Linked DNA regions of Anser cygnoides: region 1 is linked to region 2. Evidence: chromatin contacts called from public Hi-C data. All regions are on one chromosome and are shown on one strand. The core of a region is the stretch at or near the end of the contact, and the rest is flanking DNA. Distances in the headings are between cores, read along the strand shown.

The links. Hi-C and Micro-C count contacts between places; a contact is called where the count stands out from the background.
Region 1: a Hi-C map of liver shows a contact between it and region 2, with 7 times the contacts expected there. The contact joins the enhancer-like site here to the promoter of FNBP1L in region 2. A contact is called at or near these places in 5 of 7 Hi-C or Micro-C datasets (fetal liver, granulosa cells and liver).

What each region holds. Positions count from the first base shown.
Region 1 is chr8:2,234,965-2,240,585 of Taihu_goose_T2T_genome, forward strand. The region is part of intron 3 of BCAR3 (BCAR3 adaptor protein, NSP family member); the gene reads right to left. Among named protein-coding and RNA genes, the nearest start is that of TRNAR-UCU, 69 kb to the right of the region's middle. Within about 2 kb of position 2,432, at least 2 of the 3 cell types and tissues checked have open chromatin away from gene starts, as enhancers often do. A contact at or near this core is called in fetal liver and liver, where this site is marked.
Region 2 is chr8:2,154,266-2,159,746 of Taihu_goose_T2T_genome, forward strand. FNBP1L (formin binding protein 1 like) reads left to right here and starts at 2,023. Exons shown (of 14, transcript XM_048067071.2): 1 at 2,023-2,391. The coding sequence starts at 2,038.

The DNA of each region.
Region 1 (5,621 bases), core at 1,182-3,681, 81 kb after region 2:
AACCTTCACAAAGAAATTCTTATAGTAACATCCTAATCCAATTTATAGAGGAGGAAAAAAACACACACACACACAAAAAGGGAAATGAAATTCAAGGATGCATCCTTGAATAATTATTATATAGCATTTCTACTGTGTAATGATGACAAGAAAGTATTAGGAATCAGTGCACAATACAAGTAACTCAAAACCATACCAGGTGATGAAAAGAGCTATTAGGATGAGTAAGTTATTTTGGCAACAGAAGCTAAATGGTTTAGCAATGAAAAGTAAGGTGGGTTACCTTTGCTCCAAAAAGAATCAGAAATCAGTTTGAAAAAGGAAAGGTGCTTGCAGGGGGGGATTTATTATGACTTAGCAATGAATAAACCTACACTAGAATTCAGACAAAAGTTCTCAGTCATCGTAAGAATTAAAAAAATAGATTTCCAAAGAATTGAAGGCTGAAGCGACAGTTCTAATACAGTTCATCATGAAGCGATCTATTGAAAGGAAAAAAAAAGAAACAACCCCCAAATCCCAACAGCATGATACGGTACTTCTGACAACAGAGAGGATGCAATATCCTTTACGTACTTGTGCTTTCCTTCTTTATCAAGCCCTAGACTGCAAATCCAACCACTGTTGTGGTTCACTAGTTAATGCACACATTTCCCCAGGCCTTGATGACTTTACGTGTACATTCATGTCTTTCAGAAAGACCTACTAGTTTTGCAACTTCTTGTGTGACTCATTTACCTAGGGAAACTCAGTGGTATAGTTTAAATGGTCTAGCTCCAATGATACAATTCCTGACAGAGTTCCTTCACCTGAAACAGCACACAAAAAAAAACAAGCAAGGCAAAGGATTTTTTTTTTTTTTTTTACATATGAATCATCTTCCCAAACCTTTTCAACAGGACCTGGATTCCCCCTCTAGTATTTTCCGTACTGAAAGCATTGGGACTGAATGAGCATCTTCAACTGACTACCTTGCTTGTAGGCACAATCTCTTTGCTTCAATGAGACTAGCACAGCTCAATCTGGAAAGTAAATTTGGCCTAATGTGTACTCAATGTGGGCGTACCTATTTTTCATTTGAAAGGCTTGTTACTAAGCAGCAGTAAAAAAAAGTTTTACATCCACTGCTCAACCCAAACTGTACTGCATAAATTACAAATTAAAGAATAAAAAACTATGTATGGTGTGGGAATGCCAGAAACAATGAAATTAACCCTTAAAAATAATACTGTACTATTTTACACAGCAGCTGGTTTTTGTTTGTTTGTTTTTAAATCAATAGTATAACCAGCAGGAAAGAGTGCTTTATTTAGATAGCGAATCTATTTTTTTAAGCAAAACTAATAGGATTTTTTTTTAATAAAGGTTACACAAGCTCTGCACATATGGTTCAATGAATAGATGACGCATTCTTAAGAACCAGAGTCAGAACTGGAACCTTCGTATGACACTGTGATACATCACTATGAAAATTAAGACTACTGGAAGAAAGTAGTACACAAGAAACCTCTGGGTAATGGTAAAATAATTCTTGCACTGTTGGCTACCACGGAGCTCTTTCAGCCAGCATGATTATGAACAGCCTTCAGGCTGCTCCAAATTACACTTAATTTATATCTAGTAAATATTGACTCAGAGGAGCTAAGGATGGTTCAGCCATTTCCACTCTCCTGTTCTGCAACCTTTTGCTGGTACTTTGGGTTGACTGCACGAGAAATAAACTGTTTCATGCACCTAAGAAACATCAAATGTGATCTTTCTGCTAAGTCAATCTATCAATGCTTTTCTAATACTTTCCAACATCAGGAGATCAATTATCATATCAGATTCCTTTCTTTGTTTTCAAAGATTCTTGCCAAGAATCTTAAAATATCTGAAAATGCCTTCATTTGTTTCTAAGGATGGCTGGCTAGAGTGCTTTTGATAGGTAAGTTTATTAAGAAAGTCTTTCTAAACTCATAGAACTTAAGGACACAAATTTAAGGACACTTGATCACATTCTGTATCAGGTTCCTAATAGTCCAACAGGAAGAGAAATTAAGGTGTCTCTCCCGATCCCATCTGTATTATTATAAAGCCTGTAGAGTTATTTAGGGAGTTTCGTGATCTGGTTTAAATTACATTTATCCAGCACTGCAGATCGGGACTGTTCTCCTGACACACCTAAACTGTCTCCAGCCCCATTCACAGCACATTGCATATGCAAGAGCTTGAAGTATTCACATTGGATAGTACAAACCTGTTCTGGGGGAATCCTTTTAGGCTGCTTTAATCTTACACATTAAATGAGACACAATGTAGGAATCATTTCTCTTGAGGTTTTGGGCTTCTTTTTCTCTCATCACAAAACCAATCAAAGATTTCTTTGGCTTCAAAGTTGCAAGTGGCTCAAGTAATGCAACCGAACTCTGTAAAAATACAAATACTTGAAAGCTCACAAGCAGTCTGAAGTTATCAGAACAGTCTGCGGAGCTACAAAAAAGTTATTTCCATAGAATCATAAAGGTTGGAAAATACCATCGAGATCATCTGGTCCAAACAGCACTTATATTCACGGGTGTACTTATAATTCACACATAGAGTTATGATTCTTGATTTCATATTACAGAGAAATAATTTTAGACTAAACTACACAATGGAATTGGTGACTTGCCACTGTTAGATGGTGCTACATCGACAAATCACCTAAGCATTTAAATCAGCCCAACAATATCCAGTGGAATACATGCAATGCTACATTAGATTTCTTTTCACTAAGTGAAAGTAAACAATCCACCCAGAAAGCCAACTATAAACGAGAGAAGACATGGTGTACAGTACAAGGGTCAACAGCATAAATCGGATCTGATGCAGCAGGCAGCCAATCCAGAGCATGCCACTCACTGGCACTGGACTCATGTCACCATACGGCATACAGCACCTCCTGCTTGCACAGTGCGTGGGACAAGTGACGACATATGGCAGGCACCTCCTGACTGCACAGTGCACGTGCACAATCTAACAAGGGTTGTGAGCACCTATTGCTATAAAATGGCATCCATAAGGTTGTAATAAGGTATAATATGAATAAAATTTTAAAGAGAAAAAACAAATCAAAGCATGGAGATCCTAAGATTGGAACATTCTTCATTTAGTATGTATGACTTCTCTCTATAACTAATTATTTGTTCTTTTGATGCAAGAAAAGTCAGGAAACAGAGGATACAACTGACAAACAAGTTGTCCACACAAACAGCATCTTCACAACGCCCACTACTGTTTAGTCTTAGTACTTAGTCATTAGGACATGGCCTAGCATCCCTAACTAAACTTCTGTGGGGGATGCCTCCAAATACAGGTAGTGCCCAACTGGTTACAGCTGAACACTTTTTAAATTGTAGAATACGTGGGAGAAAAGGGATGACAACACAGTTCAAAAACACTGCTTACTTTTATTTGTCCTTAACTCAACTGTCTACAGGTACCATAATGTCCCACCACCCAGCTCAGGTCGTACCACTCCTGTGATATGTCTTACTGGAACTGACTCTTTCATGTCCCTCCTCTAACCTCACTTCCTGCAGGCTGTTGGTGCAGCTCCTGATAATAAAGCAATAGATAGAGCTGTAGTTGTAATTACATTTGTTTGCATTGCAAGGGTGTGGTACAGGAGAGGTCAGCAAAACTCCTTCCTTCTATTGCAGTTCTGTAAGGCCTGTAGCTGTTGTACAGGAAGAGTAAGAACATGGAGTTTGCATCTATTTAGTATTCAGTGTTGAAATCTCTTTAGAAATACGATTTATCTAAAAATACAGATTGGAAACTGGAAGAAATAGGTGCCGAACCTCCTGAAGAGCTTCCTACTGGGTCCTAAGGCGCACTTTAAGATATCCAAATACCTTTGAAAAACCTGGTCTTTTATTAATAACATGCAAACTTTTCAGACATCTGACAATAGGCATAGTTTGTCTTACAGCCATCTATTAAGAGGCCACCAGCCAGTTTTATATAACTTATCAAAAACTAGTCTATATATGCTTGAGCTCCATCTACTGTCTGCCAACTTGTGTACAAACATGAAGCTATTTTGTAATGCCTCACCTGTTATTTTTTCAATTTATTCCTTGTATTGGAATATAAATAAATAAATAAATAAATAAATTTGAAAAGGCGTAAATTTACTTTTTTTTTCAGAATTAGTTCCAAACTTCTGGCTCATATTTTCTTCTCTTTTTACCCGACGTAGCTGTCATTAGTCTAACTTCAGCTTTACTTGACACAGTACAGTTCTCTTGCATATAAAAAGGACCCATTTAATGCAATCGCTAGCTGCAGATTTCTTCTTCTGAAAATCTCTCCAGTCCTATCAAAATAAAGTGTTTATCTGAGATTTACTCCAATTTCAACTGTAACTCAAAAAAAAAAAAATTATATATACATATATTTTACTTTGCCGAGGGGAGGCACCTCAAAATCAACCTTCTATTGAAAACTCCCAAATATCCAAGAATACTTCCCTTTTATAGAAGGAGGGGTTTTGGTTGTGTAACACTTAAAAATTAAATCCACAAGTCATTTGGGCTCTGCTGGAGCTCAGTTTTTCAAACTCTTTAGCAGCATGTATGAGTTTGGAAAGGCCTGTTTCCCTCACACATTTTTGCGTAATACACTTTGATGAAATTGAAACAAAAGCAGCAAGCTCACCTCAGCTTATATGCTCCCTTGCAACATTTTCCTAATGGAAAGATTTGAGGGCAAGGAGGCAAATGACCTCAGCGTGTTCTAGATAGCCAACATAACATTATATTCTCTCATTCACATAGGTGCTTAGTTTCTAATAGTATTTGACATACAAAAACCACAATCAGCAAATCCTGCTTCTCTGAGAACACAAATTAATAGATGGTATCTCTACTGAAATATACTTCTAATGTTCCTTCTGCTGCCTTCTCTACAGGCCAACCTATAGCCAAACAGTATGTCAAAAAGAGGTAAGATTGTACAGACATGCACAACATACCAGTCTTACCCTAATTAGTTTCTATAAACATAGCTCTGAGAGATTAGGAGCTTCACCTCCATACACTTTGTCAGGAAGAGTACCTGAAATGCTCTTTAATAATTTGACTTCAACAAGCTATATACTCACTCCCCCTTGTGGTTTATGTATTTATATATGTTTAAAAATCAACTTAAGTCAGGTGCCACTGTGAAGGAGTTAAATATAAACATTTTCATGTGCCAATCAGCCTTTGCTATTAGTCCACCCACAAGATAATGAAAAGGACCCAATCACATATATAACTATCATCTTCAAAGCACAGTTCCTGTGGAACAATACTGAAAACCCAAAATGACAAGTATTCTGCACAAAGGACACAGCTCAGTAACAGTTAAGAACAGATCAGCACTAAAGATGGCAGACTGCAGTCAGGTCTCTCTTCTGTTCTGCAGAGTTCAAATATCTCACATGAAAAGGATTAAATTTTATCTGCACTCATACCTTTTATATACGTATACACCTATTAACATAGATATACAAAAGACTACTGTAAGCTATAAGAATTCCAGCTGATGCCAACACACAGCAAGACACCTTTTTCTTCTTGTGTCAATAGACACAAGTGTTTGTACAGAAATTG
Region 2 (5,481 bases), core at 773-3,272:
GTAAATCTGAGTAGATTCTGTTGAGAAGTGAACAGATTTAACAGAACATGTAACAATTGTAATAACTAGAGTGGTGTAGATTTGGCCTAAAAATAAAATTAGGCAGTTTTCTTTTAAAGCCCTTGTTAATCCATCAATGATGGGAAAAAACAGCTAAGTACAGTAGTAATTTTTTCTAAGCTAAATATAAGCTGTCATCATCATCTAGAAGATGATAATGGGTTATAAGGATACTAAGACAATGCAATTTATCATGGAGCTTTTGTGTGTAAAAATTACTTAAATATGTCTTCAGTGTATTTCTCTTCTTGAGTCCCTTGGGTGAGACTTCTTTAATCATCGGCACTTTTTCTGAAGATAAATGTTTTCAGAGGTGTGACTAAGAGAATAAAATCTGTGGGGTAATATTTGTTTAATTATGTCTAGGAGTAGGGCCAATTGCAGTTCCTGATAAGGAAACAACGTCAAAATTCTAAATGATTAATTATCATGCTTCCAGCAATATCCCGCAGAGATGCAGTAGGCTTTTTCCCTCATCTTACAGCTAGATCACTTCACATCCTGAACTGCTAAACTGGAGAAGAGCATAGCTCACTGTATGGATGGGAATCTCCTAAAGCAAGACTGTACTTGAACAGGAAAGGGCCTTATGGTGGCTGATGTCAGACTTCTCTCTAAACTGAGATACTAAGTGTTACGCTGCTAAGACTTGTATTTTATCTTCAGTGAGCTAAAATTAGGTTTGATCCTAAGGTCTTTATATATTGCTTAGGAATTCCAGGTTCTTTGGGAACTTAAATAACTGCTCTTATGTCTTTTAACTGATTTGAAGTTACATTTGTAGTTTGTTGAAATGAGCTATGATCTTTTCATTATGGATGAACAGGTGGCTCCTAGTTGAAGTAAAGGTGAAATGCACCTGTGTGTAAACACACCTGAGATACATATGATTGCTCTTTTAGGAAGAAGTTTGGGTTAGGAGCAAACTAAAAATCAAACTTTATTGAAAAAGTAGCTAAGCAAAGAGTTGATCTAAGTTTTTCTTCCTAATCCTTAAAAGCATGTGAATTGAATAAGTTCAAATATATTTGATTACTCTTTTATTCATCAGTGCTTCATTATCAGAATCCTCAAAATGCTTCCAGCCTGGTGAATGTTTTCAGTAACATGCAATGTACAAACTGTTTGAATTAACATCTGTTCAATTGAAGTGAGCCCAAGTGTGGAATTTGAGCCCAAATCTGGGGTTTTGTGACCGCTGGCTTGCTAAAACATCCTCTACGTTGGCCACCACAGCACGTGGCAGAATCGTTCAGCTTGTGGCTTTCCCCAGACCAAATACATTTCTAGTGTAATGTGACTGGCTCCAACACTTAACTCCAGAAATGACATCGTTGACCTGTGATCTCATCTGCTTATTTTGATAATTCACATTATCTTACTGTAATGGTTTCATATAGATCTAAAAGAATTTGCATTTTGCTCTCATAAGGAAGAAGGTAAGATTAAATGTCAATTATGTGTGATGTGAACGAGCAATACCTGGAAGGTGACTTTGGAAATGAAAAAAAATGATTGGATTTAAGTCGCTGTTTTTTTCTTGATGGAGACTGAGCAGAACAGCAGTATTTTCACTGAGTCCTTGCTGCAATTTTTGAGTAAAAATGGGAGGAAAACCAAAAACTGATGTTTTGAGGGGAATTTTGATGGCTCTCCAAGCCTCTGCCTTCTACAAGGTTTCAAAACGGACATTTTGGTGGAAAAATTGCGAGGATTTAACACCATTTCCTTTCCAGTCGCTGAGGAAGCTCCCTGTTCCCGCCGGGGACCACTACCCGCGCGGCGGGGCCGGGTCCCGCACCGCCTCAGGTGTGCCCGGGGCCGCTCCCGCCGTGACTCAGCGCGTGCCTGGCCGGCCGTGAGGCGCAGCAGCGAGGGCCGGGGTCTCGCTGCGCGAGCTCTGGCCCCGGGCGTCCCCTCAGGGCCGAGGGGGTGCGGCCGCTCCCACCCCTCCCGTGTCGTTAAGGAGCATTGCCGATGCCGCCTCCTGCCCGGTACCGGGCGGCGCATCAGGCCGGGGGCCGGTCGCCAGGCGCCGCGGGAGGGAGGCTGGGCGCCGGGCCTCCCCCGGGAGCGGCGCCTCAGCCCGGCCCAGCCTCGGCCTCCCGCGCCGAGCCCGCCCCTCTCCCAGTCTCCTCCGCGGCTCCCCCTCCCCGAGCCAGGCGGGGCCGCAGCTCGCAGCGCCGCCGTTCGTGGTGCCGCCTCTCGCGTCTCCCCGCTGAGCGAGGGCACCGGCGGGACCCTCTCCGGCCGCCCCCTGTCCCCGCCGCCGCCTCAGCCGCAGCCGGCGCTGCCCGCGGAGCCGCCATGAGCTGGGGCACGGAGCTGTGGGTGAGTGCCGGCCGGCCGCTCATTGTGTCGGCACCCGCCGCCTCCCCCCGGCCCGGCTGCTTTGTTCGGCGCTGGGGAAGGGCGGTGGCACCGGCGAAGGGAGGGGGGGGGTCGGGGCGGTGTGAGGGGGGAGAGGCGCTGCCGAGGGCGGTGGGGAAGGGGGGCGCCGAGGCGGGGCTGAGAGGCGGGCGCTCGGCGGGCAGCGCCGTACCCGGGGCTCGGGGGCGGCCGTGGGGGGTGTGGGGGTCCCGGTAGCGGCCTGGGGGAGCAGCGGGCCTGGCTTTGTCTGCGGCGCCGCGCCCCGGGGGCTTCTCCGGAGGGAACCTTCCAGAGCGGGGGCGGCCACCAGCACGAGCCGGTGGGGGGAACGGGGCAGAGAGCGCTGAGGGGGCTCGGCGGGCCCCCTGCGGACCGGGGCGCGAAGCGCGCACACACGCCCTGAGGAAAATATTCCCGAAAACCCGGGTGCAGCAGCCCGCGGCCGCGGCTCGGCCATGACGCCCCTCGCGCCTCCAGCAGCCTCTTTGTCCCGCATGGCTGCGGGGCGCGCTGGGCGCCGGGAGCGGCGCTGCCTGGGCCGGGGGGGGGATTTAGGGTGGATCGGGGTTGGGGGGGCTGCAGCAGCGCCGTCTCCCCCGTGCCGTGTGGGGAAGCGGCGTCGGAGCTGCCGAGGGGCTGCGGCCGTCGCTTGGGCCGTGCCCCTATGCGGCCGGGGCGTGCAGGGGGCAGCAGCACGCGAGGGGCGCGCGGCTCGGCTGTGAGGAGACCAAATGGACACTGGTGCGGCCAGCGGCACCGAGAAGAGACGGGGTTAGTAGCAGCGCGAGTGCGCCTTTGTAGTGCGTGCCTGTGTGTACTACGGCCGTGGAATCGTTAAGGTTGGAAAAGATCTCAGTGGTCGTCTGGTGCACCCGCCCCTACCCGGGAGAGGTTATAGGTTGGTGCTGGGGAGAGTCGGGGTGGTGCGTTGGAGGAGAACGCTGAATTTTTTTCTGCGTGTACTTAAATACGTATCGTTTCAGAAACCAGACTTTCAGCTTACTCATCTCTGTTCCTTTTGGCAGCCTCTTAATCTTGTTTTCTTTGTTCGGCTTGCGAATGATAGCTAAGGTTTTGTGTTCTGTCTGGTGTTCAGTGTTGCGAGAAAAAGCTTCAGAAATACGTACAAAAAGATGGATTTCAACTTCAGACTTCATTTCAATAAAAGGCAATTTTATTTACAGTGTCATAATTGTGACACAGAATTGTGCCTGAATTGTATCTAGACCTACTACATTTTTTTCCCTAAGTCACTAATTCTATTGTGCTGGTTTAAAGAAATAATGCCAGATATTTAAACTAAAAGTTCTATGCTACTGCTTTTATTTCAGCAAAATTTAATACGCTTTTTCATACTATTAGGCGATAGCTACTTCCTTAAGGTACAGATGCGGATATATATATATATATATATAATGGTCTGTTTGTAGGTATATAGCTAGCTTCTCTGATAATTTAAGTTTTTATATTAAAATGTACCTTCTAAATGGGTTACTTTTGTTGAATTATGTCATGCTTTTTGAAAAATAGTATCTTAGGGCTATAATGCCAAGTATTTTCTTACACAAAAAAAAGTTCAGTGCTGCTCATACCAATTGAAAAGAATATCAAACGTTTGCTTTGACATCTTTAAGTGGGCAGAGAAACATTTATCTTTTAATTCTGGTGTAAAATTCTGTTTATAAATATATTAGCTTCTCTCTAGACCAAAAACACAATGAAAAACAGTGCTTTGGGAGCTTTGGAGACAGGGCTGCAAAGAATGGGCAGTTAAAGTGTTAGCTGTGTTTTCGTTGTGAGGCTTTCCCTTCGTCTTCCCCTGCTGCTACCTTCAGCGCAGCCTCGAAGCAGCAGAGCCAGGCTGGATTCGCTAATGGCAGCGGGGTGCCTGCGGCTCGGCGCGGGGCATCCAGCGGCACGGTGTGCTGTGCTCGGCGTGGGCACAGCAGGGAGAGGCCTCGCCCTTGGTAGCGCTGGCGCCTGGGGTTCCGAAGGGCAGGTTGGTGGGATCAAGGCTCGCATCTGGAGGACATTTTTTCTGGATGTTGAGCAAACGTTCACAATGTGTTTGTAAGCAAATGTGTATGTAGGCTCTCCTCGTACACTGGTGTTTTTGTGTCAAGCTCCTTAGTATCTCTTCATGCTGATCATTGGTATTTGACGCTGATTCGCAGTTCTGATGTATTTGTTTATTTATTTTCCTGGAGTCCGTATGTACTTCTGATAAAGTAAAAAGCGTGCAAGGGTACATTTAGAGGGAAATAAGGATCCAGAAGAAAATCTAGGGGATTAGAAAAAACAACTCATGTCCAATATTTATGTGGTACCTGTTTAATATGGTTCTTCTGGTATTAAAGTGCTGCATATGTTGTTCATGTTTAAAGTATCTTCAATGGTTATATCATGAAAAAAGGGAAAGATTTTCTTTGATGGGCCAGTATTTCCTAATTCTTAAATTCTTCAGCTGCTATTTCTATTTGTGGATTATTGGGCGTTTTTGCCTTTCAGTCAACCATTTTTATAAGTCCACCACTCAGAATTAGGTATACGGTGGCCAACGCACATATATCTTGGGAAGGCTGAAGTAGAGGTGCTTCGTGTTTTTAGTGCGTCTTGGCCAAACAGCATATTCCCTGGTGTGTAACTGCTTTCAGTAATGATCCTTTGATAACACTATAAAATAATACAAACTAATAATAGTGAAATAAATGTTGATTTGTTCAAGCCATTCTGTCATTAGAACTTTTGTTTTACCTTTTTTTCCACACTATGTGAAATGTTTCTCTTTTTTCCACAACAAAATTTTTGTGATGAATTTTAAGTGTTGTTCCACAGATAATTTTATTATTCGTGCATTTGTTTTTGTAGTGACTGCAGCATATACGTCATGATATGTGCTCATTAAAACCAGGATACTTCAGTGAACTGCTTTGCATGATAGTCTTCTCCTCATGGTTATGAGAGAGTAGTGGGAACTGGGACATCTGGGTTCTAGTTGTCTGTCATCCAGTTGAAATTGTATTTTCTGAGACTTGGACTGCTGTGCTCTAA